3 separate regions of the Gossypium arboreum genome follow, and all the other regions are linked to region 2. The links are chromatin contacts, called in public Hi-C maps. All regions are on one chromosome and are shown on one strand. Each heading gives the region's core, a stretch centred on a gene start, on an enhancer-like site or on the middle of the called end of the contact. The rest is flanking DNA. Distances are from core to core; before and after follow the strand shown. Region 1 holds the start of LOC108457615. Region 2 holds the start of LOC108460841 (protein trichome birefringence-like). Region 3 holds the start of LOC108460714.

What was found. A called contact is a pair of places that touch in the nucleus more often than the background predicts.
Region 1: a contact with region 2 is called in a Hi-C map of leaf, with 6 times the contacts expected there. The contact joins the promoter of LOC108457615 here to the promoter of LOC108460841 in region 2.
Region 3: a contact with region 2 is called in a Hi-C map of leaf, with 3 times the contacts expected there. The contact joins the promoter of LOC108460714 here to the promoter of LOC108460841 in region 2.

What each region holds. Positions count from the first base shown.
Region 1 is chr4:59,822,259-59,826,779 of ASM2569848v2, reverse strand. LOC108457615 reads left to right here and starts at 1,818. Exons shown (of 3, transcript XM_017756655.2): 1 at 1,818-3,036; 2 at 3,139-3,218; 3 at 3,319-3,744. The coding sequence starts at 2,143. The coding sequence ends at 3,412.
Region 2 is chr4:58,858,181-58,862,978 of ASM2569848v2, reverse strand. LOC108460841 (protein trichome birefringence-like) reads left to right here and starts at 1,932. Exons shown (of 5, transcript XM_017760518.2): 1 at 1,932-3,198; 2 at 3,488-3,680; 3 at 3,787-3,980; 4 at 4,086-4,244; 5 at 4,453-4,798. The coding sequence starts at 2,147.
Region 3 is chr4:59,602,777-59,607,574 of ASM2569848v2, reverse strand. LOC108460714 reads left to right here and starts at 2,643. Exons shown (of 3, transcript XM_017760319.2): 1 at 2,643-3,775; 2 at 3,872-3,951; 3 at 4,052-4,398. The coding sequence starts at 2,885. The coding sequence ends at 4,145.

The DNA.
Region 1 (4,521 bases), core at 569-3,068, 960 kb before region 2:
TAAAATTAGTTTCCAACTATACCAAAGATGATTTATCAATACCTGGTAAAAGGTATCGATATAATTTTATGGGTATCGATACTTTTTGACATTATTGAATAGATCATGAAAAATAGAATTCAAAATTGGTATCGATGTAAATTTTTTGTATCGATAAAATTTAATAAGCATTGATATAATTTTCAAGGTATCGATACTTATTATTCGTGTTCAATTTTTTTGATTCAAAACAGAAAGTAGATTTGATATCAATAAAAAGATGAAGTATCGATACATTTTGAAAAACATCGATACTTCTTGTAGGGAGTAGTTTTTCAATTAATTTGAAATGGTTTTGATTAAGTTCAAGAGTTTAAATTTATTTTCAGAACTTTGTCAAATATATTCTATTAAAGCATTTTCTAGGATGTTTGAAAGTTTTGAAATATTATTCATATTTTGAATTCTTTGTCAAAAAAAAATTTATAGTTTAGACCTAATTCAACCTTTGGTTAGCAAAAGAGCTTTCGTAAGCTCATATAAAATCCGAAAATGATTGTATAATATATTTTAAATAAGTAATATAAATATTAGTATGTTTCATGTTGTATTAAATTGTATTTAATTATAGTTATTTCGATAACTAATGTGACATCTTGTAAGTGGAACCTAATGATTAGATTGAGTATTAAATATTACAAATTAAGCTTAAAGGAAGATTTCTTAGTTTTAGTAAGAAAGTAAGGCGGGTAATTAAATTTTTGGATGAATTTAAAGAAAATATAAAAAAATGAAAAGAGAATAAGATGAGAAAATTGAATAGGGGAGTAAGCTTCTTTTTTATTCAACCCAAATTAACTAAGTCAAATGTCAAAGTCCTTCCTTTTTTAAAAATGTGTGGCCCACATTTATTCTTCAAGTAATATTTCATTTAATGGCTCCAAATTGTTCTAATGATTTAATATCTCACAATTATATTATATAAAATGACCAAGATGTTTTTTATGTGGTACAATTCTACTTTAACCTTTTTTATCTTTTGTCTTATCACTTTTTTATTTTATTCGAGGTACTTAAAACTTTTAAATGTCCATAATTAATAATATGTACATAAATTTTGCATTTACGAACATTCTTGACAAAATAAAAATTTTATTGAGTAATTTACACTTTAAGTCCTTAATTTTTTATTCAATTCAATTCAAAAATTATTGAGTAATTTACACTTTAAATCTTTATACTTTTTAAATTTTAAACTTTATTCCCTAATGTGACTTCCATTATATAATATTCATTCCAAGTCATCCTCAGGTCCAACAATCATTACCTACTTCTAATTCTTCAATTCGACTTCAATATTTTTGAATCTATAAGTTGGCCACTTTATACCAAAAATCTATCTGTCACATTCTCTCAAAATAGCTTTTGTACAAGTCAAACCGTTTCTTTACCATTTCATTTATTACACTTACTTTTAAGTTTTCTACAAAATTTCGCTGTATCGGATCTTCGGAACCATATTGTTTACTATATTGAAAATGTGAGGAGTTTCAGTATAAAAAACCATTATCAATTTCTCATGCCATTAATCTACTTTCTTGCTATGTACCAAAAGAAAATATAAGAATGATAACCGGTCTAATATTTAATTGTTGTAACATTTAAATTCAATTTTGCATGATTGTTTTAAATATGATTATATTATAATTTGTATCAGATTACATGTATTAAACTCAAATATTATTATTTGGATACCTATCTAAATTAAATAAATTATCAATTAGATACTTTAATAACAAGTAAAGGGCAACTGATTTATTTAAATTCAACTACTAATTATTAATTACATCTCCTCGTTCCTGCTAAACGTCCGTCTGAGACTTTTTTTTTTCCCTTTCTCCAAGTAATAGTGAGCCTTTCTGTTTGTACCAAGCTCTGTGCAACATCGACAACAAAACCCAAAGTTCCTCGTAGTGAAGTCTCTAGATCCTTCCAAAGATAATTAGTTTTATATATCCATCCCATATTTCTGGATTCTTCCACCTCCCGCCCGAACCCTCCAGAGCAGCCCCTCCCACCCAATTGCTTCTTTTAAGCTTTCTCTTCCATTATCCTCATATCTCTCTCAATCCCTAAGACACCCTCGTCTTGATTTTTCCATCAATGGCCAAGTACGGCGAAGGCGGCAAGCGATGGATCGTGGAGGAAAGACCTGACGGTGCTAATGTCCACAACTGGCACTGGGCTGAAACCGATTGCCTCCCTTGGTCTAAAACGTTCTTCACCAAATCGCTTTCCGATCTCACCATCCTTGATTGCCAAGGTATTCTCAGCATCAAGACCAAGAAGGTCGAAAAGGTCGATGGCGAAGCCTATGTTAATGTTCGCAAGGGTAAAATCATTCCCGGATATGAAATCAGTTTGAGTTTATCCTGGGAAGGCGAAGCCAAAGATGGGGAAGGGAAGACGCTGTTGAAAGCTGAAGGTAATCTCGAGATTCCGTACATTTCGGATGAGAATGCTGGCGAGGATCCGGAAGTTAAGGTGACGACTAAAGACGAAGGACCCATTGGTAAAGCCTTGAAGGAAGCGATGCTGGCCAATGGGAAGCCTTTGGTTTTGGAGAAAGTGAGTGATTTTGTAAAAGCTATGGCGAAAGGTGGTCCCGTTAAAGATGAATTGGAAGCCAAGAAATCGGCTCCGAAAAATACAACTACTACTACTAGTAATAGTAACTCAGCTGCGATGTCTAAGGAGAAAGTTGGGGTGGAGAAGGAAGCCAAAAAAGAAGTGAAGAAGGAAGGGAAGAAAGGGTTTAAGACGATTACAATGTCGGAGAAATTTAATTGTAGAGCTAAGGATATGTACGAGATTTTGATGGATGAGAATAGATGGAAAGGGTTTAGTCAGAGTAATGCTAGGATAAGTAAAGAAGTCGGTGGCCAATTTAGTATTTTCGATGGATCGGTTACTGGAATTAACTTGGAGTTGGAAGAAGGGAAATTGATTGCTCAGAGATGGAGATTTGGGAGTTGGTCCGACGGGATTGATTCTACAGTAAGTTTAATGGATTCCGCTTTTGCCTGTTCTCCAGGTTTTTGGGAATGCAGTGTGGTCGGATGATGGCTTATCTTTACTGGGTGGTTGTTATTGTTGCAGGTAAGACTTGTTTTCAATGAGCCTGAGCCTGGGGTTACTGTAATCAATCTCACGCATTCAGATGTTCCCGAGGAGGACAGGTTGGTTTTTGTTTGTTTTATTGCGTAGCATGGCTAATTTCTTACTTACTGAATTTAGTTATCGATTCTGTGTTTGTTTTTGCTTTGATTTGTGATGCAGATATGGGAATGCAACTGTGGTGGAGAACACTGAGAGAGGTTGGAGAGACCTTATTTTCAATAAGATACGGGCAGTATTTGGTTTTGGAATATGATTAATTTTATTCCGAAACGAGGAAGTCTTTGGGTTTGAATTATTGGAACTTCATGAAGACTTATTCTTTCAACTATTTTCTTGTGAAAGATTTATAAGACTTTGCAAGTCTGATCTTGGTCTGCTGGTTCATGGTTTTAAAGTTGAAACTTGGACTGTGTCTCTGTTGTCTTGTTTGCCAATATCCAAACTATCCCTTTAGACTTATAATAATGACAATGATGAAAATGTTGCCTTCCAGAAACTTAAAGTATGTCGGGGCGGATAGTGTCTCCTTGAGGATGTATATCCTTTGTGTACATATTAATGTTATGATGTTACTTAAGGGCGAAATTTGGTTTGGGTTGCTGGTTTATTTTTCTGCCGCTTTAACGTATTGATCTTGATGATACTGAAAAAAAGCTCAAATTGAATTGTTCTCTTTCTTCTGTTAGAAGCATACAGACTTTTTTGGCATTGGGTCTTAGAATGATCAATCACTCACAGGCAAGGTGAAGTTTGTGGGTTGCTTCACTAGAGTGTCCATGGTTTTACAATAAAATTAGGGATCTCATACAATTTTCTCTGCATAGTTTGTGATTATGTATTTTGAAGCTAAATGATAATCTAGTTAATGTAGGTTTTGGATTATCCATTGCTTTTGAAAGATTTTTAATGTTTTACATCATATCTGGTGCTTGGACCATGGTTAGCTTAGCTACCGATTCTATAGTTTGTTATTCTTTGAGAATATAAGTGGAAACATGATTTTGTTTCTGTTCCCAGAGTGGGCACGATAATCTAGCATCTTGACATACGGCTGTTTATGTGTTTAGTTGTTCAAAATGAAGCGCTAGTAGTGTTGGCCCTGGGAAGAGCAGGAATCATCTTTGGTCCACTTAATTCAGAGTGTGCATAGGCACAACGAAAATCATGAGGTTAGAAAAGGAAATAATCAAATTGTTGTTCCTCAATTGATAGCATATGGCTAACTGTTGTTGTTTAGTTATATGTATGCATCTCATTGCAAATGTCTTTGTGGTAAAAGAGTTAAAGAGAGCTTCATATACAGATATTCAGATGTGTTTTTAGTACTATAAGGCGCATGTCTCCAACTAGATACTTCGATTA
Region 2 (4,798 bases), core at 683-3,182:
TGTCTAAAACGATCAAGACTAAAGTGAATAAAAAATTTTAAAAACTAAAGTGAGAAAAGTTATACATTTTAAGGTATAAAGTGTGCACTAAGCCATAAATCTATAAGAGAATCCAGACATTATATATGTGCATGAAAAGATCCATTAGTTTGAATTTTGATATCTATATTTATACATATGTAATTTGTTTGACCAAGTTGATCACTTCAATTTCTTTTTAATAAAGGATTGAATGAATTAATATAATGACATTTTCTATCTTATTATTTTTATATAAAACGTTTAAATAAAAGAACTAAAAAGACAATAGCTAAATTATTAATTAGTTTTTTCTATAAATATAAATTCAATATTAAAATTTTCTTTCACCCGTGATAAAATCTCTCGGGGATAATCTTACTCTTAGATTGATCCCTCTTTATCTTCTTGAAGATGAACCTCTGCCATTACTCGACACTGATCTCCTTCGCCATATACTATCAAGAAAAAAAATTAGTGGATTTAGGGTTTAGGTTTTCACATTGAGGTGTAAATTTGATTGGTATTTTGTTTGAAATTCTTTTGGGGTTCCGATATTCTTCTAAAAATTTATCTGTATCCTTTTATTTTCTCATACGTTCCTTTTTATAGAAATTTGTTAGTTTTAGATCATCCATAACTCTTCTTTCTTCCTGTTTAAAATTTGAAAATTGCTCCATCTTTAGGTTTAAAATTTGAAAAGAAATCTCTTTATCATCTATATTAACTTAATTTATTATTTAGATACTTTTTAATATATTTCTGTATATAATTTATTTAATTTATTTTTAATTTTTAAAAATCATAGTTTACTTATGATAATTTGTTTAAAATTACTTAGATAATTTATTGTTTAGATAATTATTTAGATAAATTTATTAAGAATATATTAATAACTTAGATTATTTAAATCATTTATAGTTTATTTATATATTTTTAGACAATATATTAAATATGTTAATTTTAAATAAATTATTTATGATTGTACAATAAAATAAAATAAAATAAAAATATTAAAATGTTAGTATATTTTAAATAATTAAAATATCTAATTATTGTTTATAATTAAAATTATTAAAATAATTATTAATTATTCATCAAAATTATTAATATATTATATTTAATGCACGTGTAATATTATAAACAATAATATATTAAAATGTTAATTATATTATGTTTAAACCAAATTATTAATAAACATTAAACATCAATATTATATTAGTAATAATTAATAATTTATATTTTTATGATACTAATAAATTATTAATTAAACTCAATCATATTAAATTATTTTATAATTTTTGTATAAATTTAGATAATTTAGGTTTAATATTAAAATTTTTAGTAGTTTGATTTAATACCCGTACAATGCATAATTATAAATAATTAAAATACTTTTAATCTAGACATCCAATTTTTATTACTAATCCAAATTTTATTTTAAGTATTGTAATTTGAAAATAATAAATTTATTAGAAATATATTTTATTTCATATTATATTTGCTTTGTATTAAATATATTTCATTTGTCCAATTTTTATTTATATATTTATCACGTTATTTATAGTACTTTATTTATAGATTTAGCTAAATAAAAATAATATAATTTTATATTAAATTATTTTGGAAGGATAAATTGAGAAGAAATATATAAAATAATTTCTGAAAAAATTTAGTGGATAATGAAAATTAAATAGATTATCTAAAAAGTATAAAAAAGGAAAATGCGTCATTTGTCACAAAATCAACTTGTATACCTTATTATATATATATGATTACTTGATTATGGAATTTTTATTTATTAAAAATAAAAAATTCTACAAAAATAATGGCCGACAAATTAAAAATTTACTCAGAATCGAAAAATGGATTAATGCTAACCTGCACTAATTTTGTAATTAGATTAATCTAGTATTTCATTTCTGTCACTATTGAACTGAAAAATCAACTTAAAATTTAGTTTCTGTTTGTGTCGAATCGTATTCACATTTAAGGATCGTCCCACTTCTCCACTCTCTCTCCCCAAACACTAATTTTTCTCTTCCACTTTCCCATCTCATCTGTTTTTTCTTCCATACCTGAGTTTTGCGAGATAGAAACTCAAAAGAGATCAAGTTTGGTCTCTTCCATGGCGGATATAGCAAAGTACACGCCTATCAATGGAGGAACTACGACTGCAGTCACGGCAGAGTTTAAGAATCTGTTTTCAATCATCAAAACAAGGAGAACAGTTGCTTTCTTCATGTTTGCCTTCGTCGGTTTTACTGTTTTCTTAGCCTTTAGCCCTTCTTCTAACTCTTCTTCTCCTTGGGTCACCAACATCTTTTCATCAACTTCCTCTCCAGCTACTTCATCTGCTGGTTCTTACAGATCTCAATCATTTTCCCTATTCGATTACTTCTTTCCCAACACCTCTTCTTCACGAACTCTTAACATCACTTCTCCTTCTCCATCTCCATCTCCATTTCCATCTTCTTCTAATAGTAACACCAGATCTAATAACACTGCAACTCAAGTAGCCAACAATCCAAGTGAGGACCTACTTTCTGCCAAAAAAACCAACAAAACCCAATCTTTCAACATAAATAAACAACGCCCCAGCTCCGAAAATACAACTTTTAGGTCTCCCTACAGTGGTTTAAACAACACCAAAAGTTCAGTTTTGCATGCAAATCAGACCACAGTTTCTCCTCCTCCTAACTTGAATCAAAATCCTCCAAGTACAAATAACCAGACTGGAAAGAAAGAGAATTCTGATAAAGCTCAAGTTCTGAAATCTAATCAGACAACAACGGTCACAGAGAAGATCCTGGAGGCAGCTAACCGGAGCACCAATTCTCCAGCTAAATCTGAATCTTCCAACAAGTTAAGTTCTGGGAAGGGAGAGAAAATCGTAGGGCAAAAGGGTGTGGTGTCGAACTACTCAGCTTCCCTAACAAACAAACCAAGCAATGGAAGTGATTCAGGGTTGACAGCTAAACAGGAAATTGATAATTTAATCGACTCTTTGATGAACTGCGATTTATTCGATGGAAAATGGGTGAAGGATGATTCATATCCACTTTATAAACCTGGGTCCTGTTCGTTCATTGATGAGCAGTTTAGTTGCGTTGCCAATGGAAGGCCTGATAGAGATTATCAGAAACTGAAATGGAAGCCTAAAGGCTGCACTTTACCAAGGTATTTGATTCTTTTAATGTTGTTTTTAGTGTCTTATCATCCAAGAAATACTTTTAAGCGTGTTTGATCGGTTTGATATTGAGTTGGTTTTTCTTTAATGGAATTTGGTCATGTTTGATCTTTGAATTAGTCATCTAGGGATTTTATTTGATTCTGTTAGTAATCTAAACTGTTGATTGCATTTTCATTTACAGATTGCAATAAAAACTGTTGAATTTTGTTTTCTTTTATTATTAAAATAAGATTAATTACATGAAACTGATCCTTTCTTTTTTTTTTCCCCTTGAAGATTGAATGGTGGTCACATGTTGGAGTTATTGAGGGGTAAGAGGCTTGTTTTTGTCGGGGATTCTTTAAATAGGAATATGTGGGAATCTCTAGTTTGCATTCTGAGAAATGCTGCAAATAACCCCGAAAATGTTTATGAAGCACATGGAAGACATTATTTTCGAGGGGAAGCTTCGTATTCTTTCATATTCAAAGTAGGTTTTTCATTTGCTTATCTTTGGTACATTAGGTAATGTACTTGAAATTTAATGAAACTTATTTGTTTCCCTTTTTGGGGTTGGCTTGGATGATGATGAACAGGATTTTAGTTTCACTATAGAGTTCTTCGTATCTCCGTTCTTGGTCCGAGAATGGGAAATGCCAGACAAAACTGGAGCAAAGAAGGAGACATTGCGGCTTGATCTTGTTGGAAAATCATCAGATCAATATAAATCGGCAGATATCCTTATCTTCAATACAGGTCATTGGTGGACTCATGAGAAAACTTCCAAAGGGTTGGTTGATTTTATTTCCATGTAACTGTTTACCATATAAGGCTGTTATGGGTGATCTATGGAGTTTAACCATTATTTTTCATATTAAACAATGGCAAACTACAGGAAAGATTATTACCAGGAAGGTAGCCATGTTTATAATGAATTGAATGTTCTCGAGGCCTTTCGGAAAGCTCTGACAACCTGGGCTAGATGGGTTGATGCTAGTGTAAATCCTATGAAGACTATGGTGTTCTTTAGGGGTTATTCTGCATCGCATTTCGGGTAAAGTGAGAGATTTTTTATGTTGTTTTGGTCCCAGTTTGAGAACAGAACAAAGGTGTAGGACAATCAGTTGCTATATTTGCTGCATAATTTTTGTACTTGTTGAGAATTATGGAGGCCTTTCATGGTCTTCATTTTGAATTTCATGTTAGTTCAACCATAGTATATTATTTCTAAATTATTTACGGGTGTTTGAATCTTTGGCCAGTGGCGGACAGTGGAATTCTGGAGGAGCATGTGATAGCGAAACTAAGCCGATTAAGAACGAAACATATCTTAAACCATATCCACCAAAGATGTTGGTGTTAGAATCAGTACTGAAGGGGATGAAAACGCACGTCACCTACCTAAATATCACCCGGCTGACCGATTTCAGAAAGGATGGCCACCCATCTATCTACCGGAAACACCCGAAGCAAACAGTACCGGAAGACGAAAGAGTAGCGCCACTAAAATACCAGGACTGCAGCCATTGGTGCCTTCCCGGTGTGCCGGATTCGTGGAACGAGCTTTTATATGCTGAGCTGCTTGTAAAAGAAAACAAAATGCGGCAA
Region 3 (4,798 bases), core at 1,394-3,893, 740 kb before region 2:
CTTAGTGTTTAAATTATGTGGTTAAATTCCATGTTAACTTGGTGTTTAATGTTTTTATACAATTTGAGTTACTTATTTGAAAATGTAAATGAATGGTGAAATTTGTTTAATTATTTCATACGAGCTCACTAAGCTATAAAGCTTACATTATTTATTTTTCCATGTTTTATAGTGATTTCTAAGCTAGCTCAGATTTGGGGATCGTCGGAGTCTTCATCACACTATCAAGCTATCAATTTGGTACTTTTAAGCTTATGTTTTAGTTATATGGCATGTATAGGGTTTTGGTCATTTTGATTATGAGTTAATAATGATTTTGGCCATTAGAATTGTCTTGTAAATGTTTATGTTTTGACTTGTGAATATAGCCATGAGAGTTGGCTTAATTTGGTTGTTTTGGTTATGTATAAATATGTGCATATATGTTTTGTGTTGTGAGTTTATGGATGAATATATAATGCTTGGGAATTATAAAGATTAGGATGTTAAGTGGTTGATTTTAGAGTAGTTACATGCTTGTGGTTTTGATGCAAAATGATGCAAGTTTAGAAGTGTATAATTAGTTGATTTATAAATGTGAATTGGTATAAATGGTATAGCATATATTTGTGATTTGTGTGCATGGAGAATGAAATAATAGAATGTGCATGAGGTATGGCTGAATTGGTTGATTAAAATAATGTGCATGAGGTATGGCTGAATTGGTTGATTAAAATGCCTTTTAATGTTATGTTTTGGTGCCATTTGGGTTAATATAGGTGTGAAGAAGTTTGGGTGGCAAAATGGCTTGGTAAATAGCATATTTTTGTCCACACGGACAGAGACACGAGCGCGTGTCTCAGCCGTGTGTGATACACGATCATGTACATGGCTGTGTGTCCCCTGATGTTGAAATTAAAATCAAGTCAATATGCTCCACACGGCCTCACACACAGGCGTGTGACTTGACCATGTGGCATAAGTCAGTATACCCTACAGGTTTGGCACATGGCCTAGCACACGGCTTAGCACACGGGTGTGAATGACCATTTTTAGGGCATACGGGCTAGCCACACTGGTGTATGTGTTGGTCATGTAACCCAAGTCAGAGAGTTACATGGGGTCGGACACGGGCTGGGACACGGCTATGTACTCCCAACTCGAATGTCCACACAGCTTGTGACACAGGCGTGCCTGTTGGCCGTGTGAGACACACGAGCGTGTGTCCCTTGTTTTTGAGAAAAATTCTTAAGTGTTCAAAAAGTTTACAAAGTTATCGGTTTAGTCCCGAACCACTCCCAATGTATGTTTAGGGCTTCGTAGGCTCGTATTAGGGACACAATGATTGGTTGTAAATAAAATATATATGATTTGATTAATTGTATGTGAAATGTATGTTTGAATATGTTATAAGTCTGGTAATGCTCCGTACTCCTATTCCAGCATTGAATACGGGTGAGGGGTGTTACAAATCACATAATGAAAATTTAATTCTCTTTATAGACAAGAAAAAAAAATTGAATTTTCACAAAAAAAAGAATTTATTTGGAAAAATAGATCTCACTAATTTTCGACAAAGTGACTACATTTAAAGTTTTATGTTGTTTACTTATCCCATAGTCCCTTTTTATAAAGAAAATGCACAAGAGTTCTATTTGAATAAGAGGAGACAAAAATAATACAATTTTAATAGAAAATACAGACTCCCATTAAGACATCACATGGTGAGTGGCACACACACTAGGAATATTCCAATGTGCTACCCACCATAATACAAGTGGGCTTTATTAGGTTTTTCTTATATTAGGTACAACTATATATTTGTTATATAGTCTTTAAAGTAACTTATATAATTTATCCAACTTAATATGAGTTTTATGTTCCCAAAATATTATTTATTTAATCAATTAAAACAAATTTAATTATATCTCTCAATTAAATTATTGGATAAACTATACTCACCGTCACTAAACTATTAGTACATTTACATTTTGATTACTCAACTTTAAAAATCTATAGAATGGTGATTGAACTATTCGAAAGTTTTCATTTAAGTCATTGGGTTGTTAAAATCACTACTGTATGACCTTTTTTATTAGCCCCATATGCACCAATCAAAAGCTTTCCTTCCCCTTCCTTTCTACAATTAAGTTTTTTTTTTTATGAAATAGCTTTGAACGCCACAAACTTGCAAACCAAAATCCAAACAATTTTCTTTTTCGATTTTCGACAATAACTATTAAATCGACTTGGATCTAAGATATGTTATTATACTTGTCGATGGATACTAATCCACATATCGTTCATTGAAACATCGCTTAGAGTTTGTTAACTAAACTTTTTTTTTAATAACTTAATAGTCTAGTGACTTAAAAAAACTTTTAAATTGTTTAATGATTTAAATAAAAATTTTGAAATAATTTAGTGATCACTCTGAAACTCTTTGAAGTTTAATGACCAAAATATAAATTTATTAATAATTTAATAATATTAATGTAATTTAACCAATTTTATTTAAAATGATGATATAATATACAATTTCAACTTTTCATTGGGTGGTAAAGCCAACAAATCCATAATCAAACATATTTAAGTAAATCAATGTTTTATTTTATAAGGGATGTTTTAAAATTACAATATTTGTACCAAACATGCCATAAGCTTTGCACAACATCAGCAAAGAAACCCTAAAAGCAGACGAGCTCCTCGTAGTGAAGTCTTCTAGATCCTTCCAAAAATATTAGTTTTATATATCTATCCCACATTCTGGATTCTTCTACCTCCCCGCCCCGAACCCTCCAGAGCGGCCCCTCCCACCCAATTGCTTCTTTTAAGCTCTCCCTTCCATTATTATCCTCACATATCTCTCAATCCCTAATACACCGTCGTCTTGATTTTTTCATCAATGGCCAAGTACGGCGAAGGAGACAAGCGCTGGATCGTGGAGGAAAGACCCGACGGTGCTAACGTCCACAACTGGCACTGGGCTGAAACCGATTGCCTCCCCTGGTCGAAAACGTTCTTCACCAAATCGCTTTCGGATCTCACCATCCTTGACGGCCAAGGTAATCTCCGCATCAAGACCAAGAAGGTCGAAAAGGTCGACGGCGAAGCCTATGTTAATATTCGCAAGGGTAAAGTCATTCCCGGATATGAAATCAGTTTGAGTGTATCCTGGGAAGGCGAAGCCAAAGATGGGGAAGGGAAGACAATGTTGAAAGCTGAAGGTAACCTCGAGATTCCGTACATTTCGGATGAAAATGCTGAAGAGGATCCGGAAGTTAAGGTGACGGTTAAAGACGAAGGACCCGTTGGTAAAGCCTTGAAGGAAGCGATGCTGGCCAAAGGCAAGGCTTTGGTTTTGGAGAAAGTGAGGGATTTTGTTCAAGCTATGGCGAAAGGTGGCCCCGTTAAAGATGAATTGGAAGCCAAGAAATCGGCTCCCAAAACTAATACTACTACTGGTAATAGTAACTCAGCTGCAGTGTCTAAGGAGAAAGTTGGGATGGAGAAGGAAGCCAAAAAGGAAGTGAAGAAGGAAGGGAAGAAAGGGTTCAAGACGATTACAATGACGGAGAAGTTTAATTGTAGAGCTAAGGATATATATGAGATTTTGATGGATGAGAATAGATGGAAAGGGTTTACTCAGAGTAATGCTAGGATAAGTAAAGAAGTCGGTGGTCAATTTAGTATTTTCGATGGATCGGTTACTGGTATTAACTTGGAGTTGCAAGAAGGGAAGTTGATTGCTCAGAGATGGAGATTTGGGAGCTGGCCCGACGGGATTGATTCTACTGTAAGTTTAATGGATTCCACTTTTGCCTGTTCTCCAGGTTTTTGGGAATACAGTGTGGTCGAATGATGGCTTATCTTTAATGGGTTGTTGTTGCAGGTAAGACTTGTTTTCAATGAGCCTGAGCCTGGGGTTACTATAATCAAACTCACGCATTCAGATGTTCCCGAGGAGGACAGGTTGGTTTTTATTTGTTTTATTGCGCAAGATGGCTAATTTCTTACTTTCTGAATTGGGTCATTGATTTTACTTCTGTTTTTGCTTTGATTTGTGATGCAGATATGGGAATGCGACTGTGGTGGAGAACACTGAGAGGGGTTGGAAAGACCTTATTTTCAATAAGATACGAGCAGTATTTGGTTTTGGAATATGATTTATTTTATTCCGAAACGAGGAATAGTCTTTCTTTTTTGGTTTTGAATTGTTGGAACTTTATGAACACTTCTTTCTTTCAGTTTATTGTGAAAAATTTATAAGACTTTGCAAGTCTGATCTTGGTCTACTGGTTCATGGTTTTAAAGTTGAAACTTGGACTGAGTGTCATTGTTGTCTTGTTTGCCGATATCTAATCTATCCCCTTTAATGAGAATGATGAAAATGTTGCCTTGCCAGCAACTTCATTATAAGTCTGTCAGTGCGCATAGTGTCTCCTTGAGGATATATATATACTTTAAGTATATGTTAGTGTTACGATGTTACTTAAGAGTGAATGGTTTAATTCTCTGCTGCTTTAATGTGTTGATCTTGATGATACTGAAAACTAAGCTCAAATTTTATTGTTCTCTTTCTTCTGTTAGAAGCATACAGGCTTCTTTTTTGCATTGGGTCTTAGAATGATCAATCGCTCACGGGCAATGTGAAGTTTGTGGAATGCTTCATTATGTTGTCCATGATTTACAATGAATTTTCTCTGCGTAGTTTGTGATTATTTATTTTCAAGCAAATTAACAATCTAGTTAATGTAGATTTTGGATTGCCCATTGCTTTTGAAGTATTTTTATTGGTTTACATCATATCTGGTGCTTG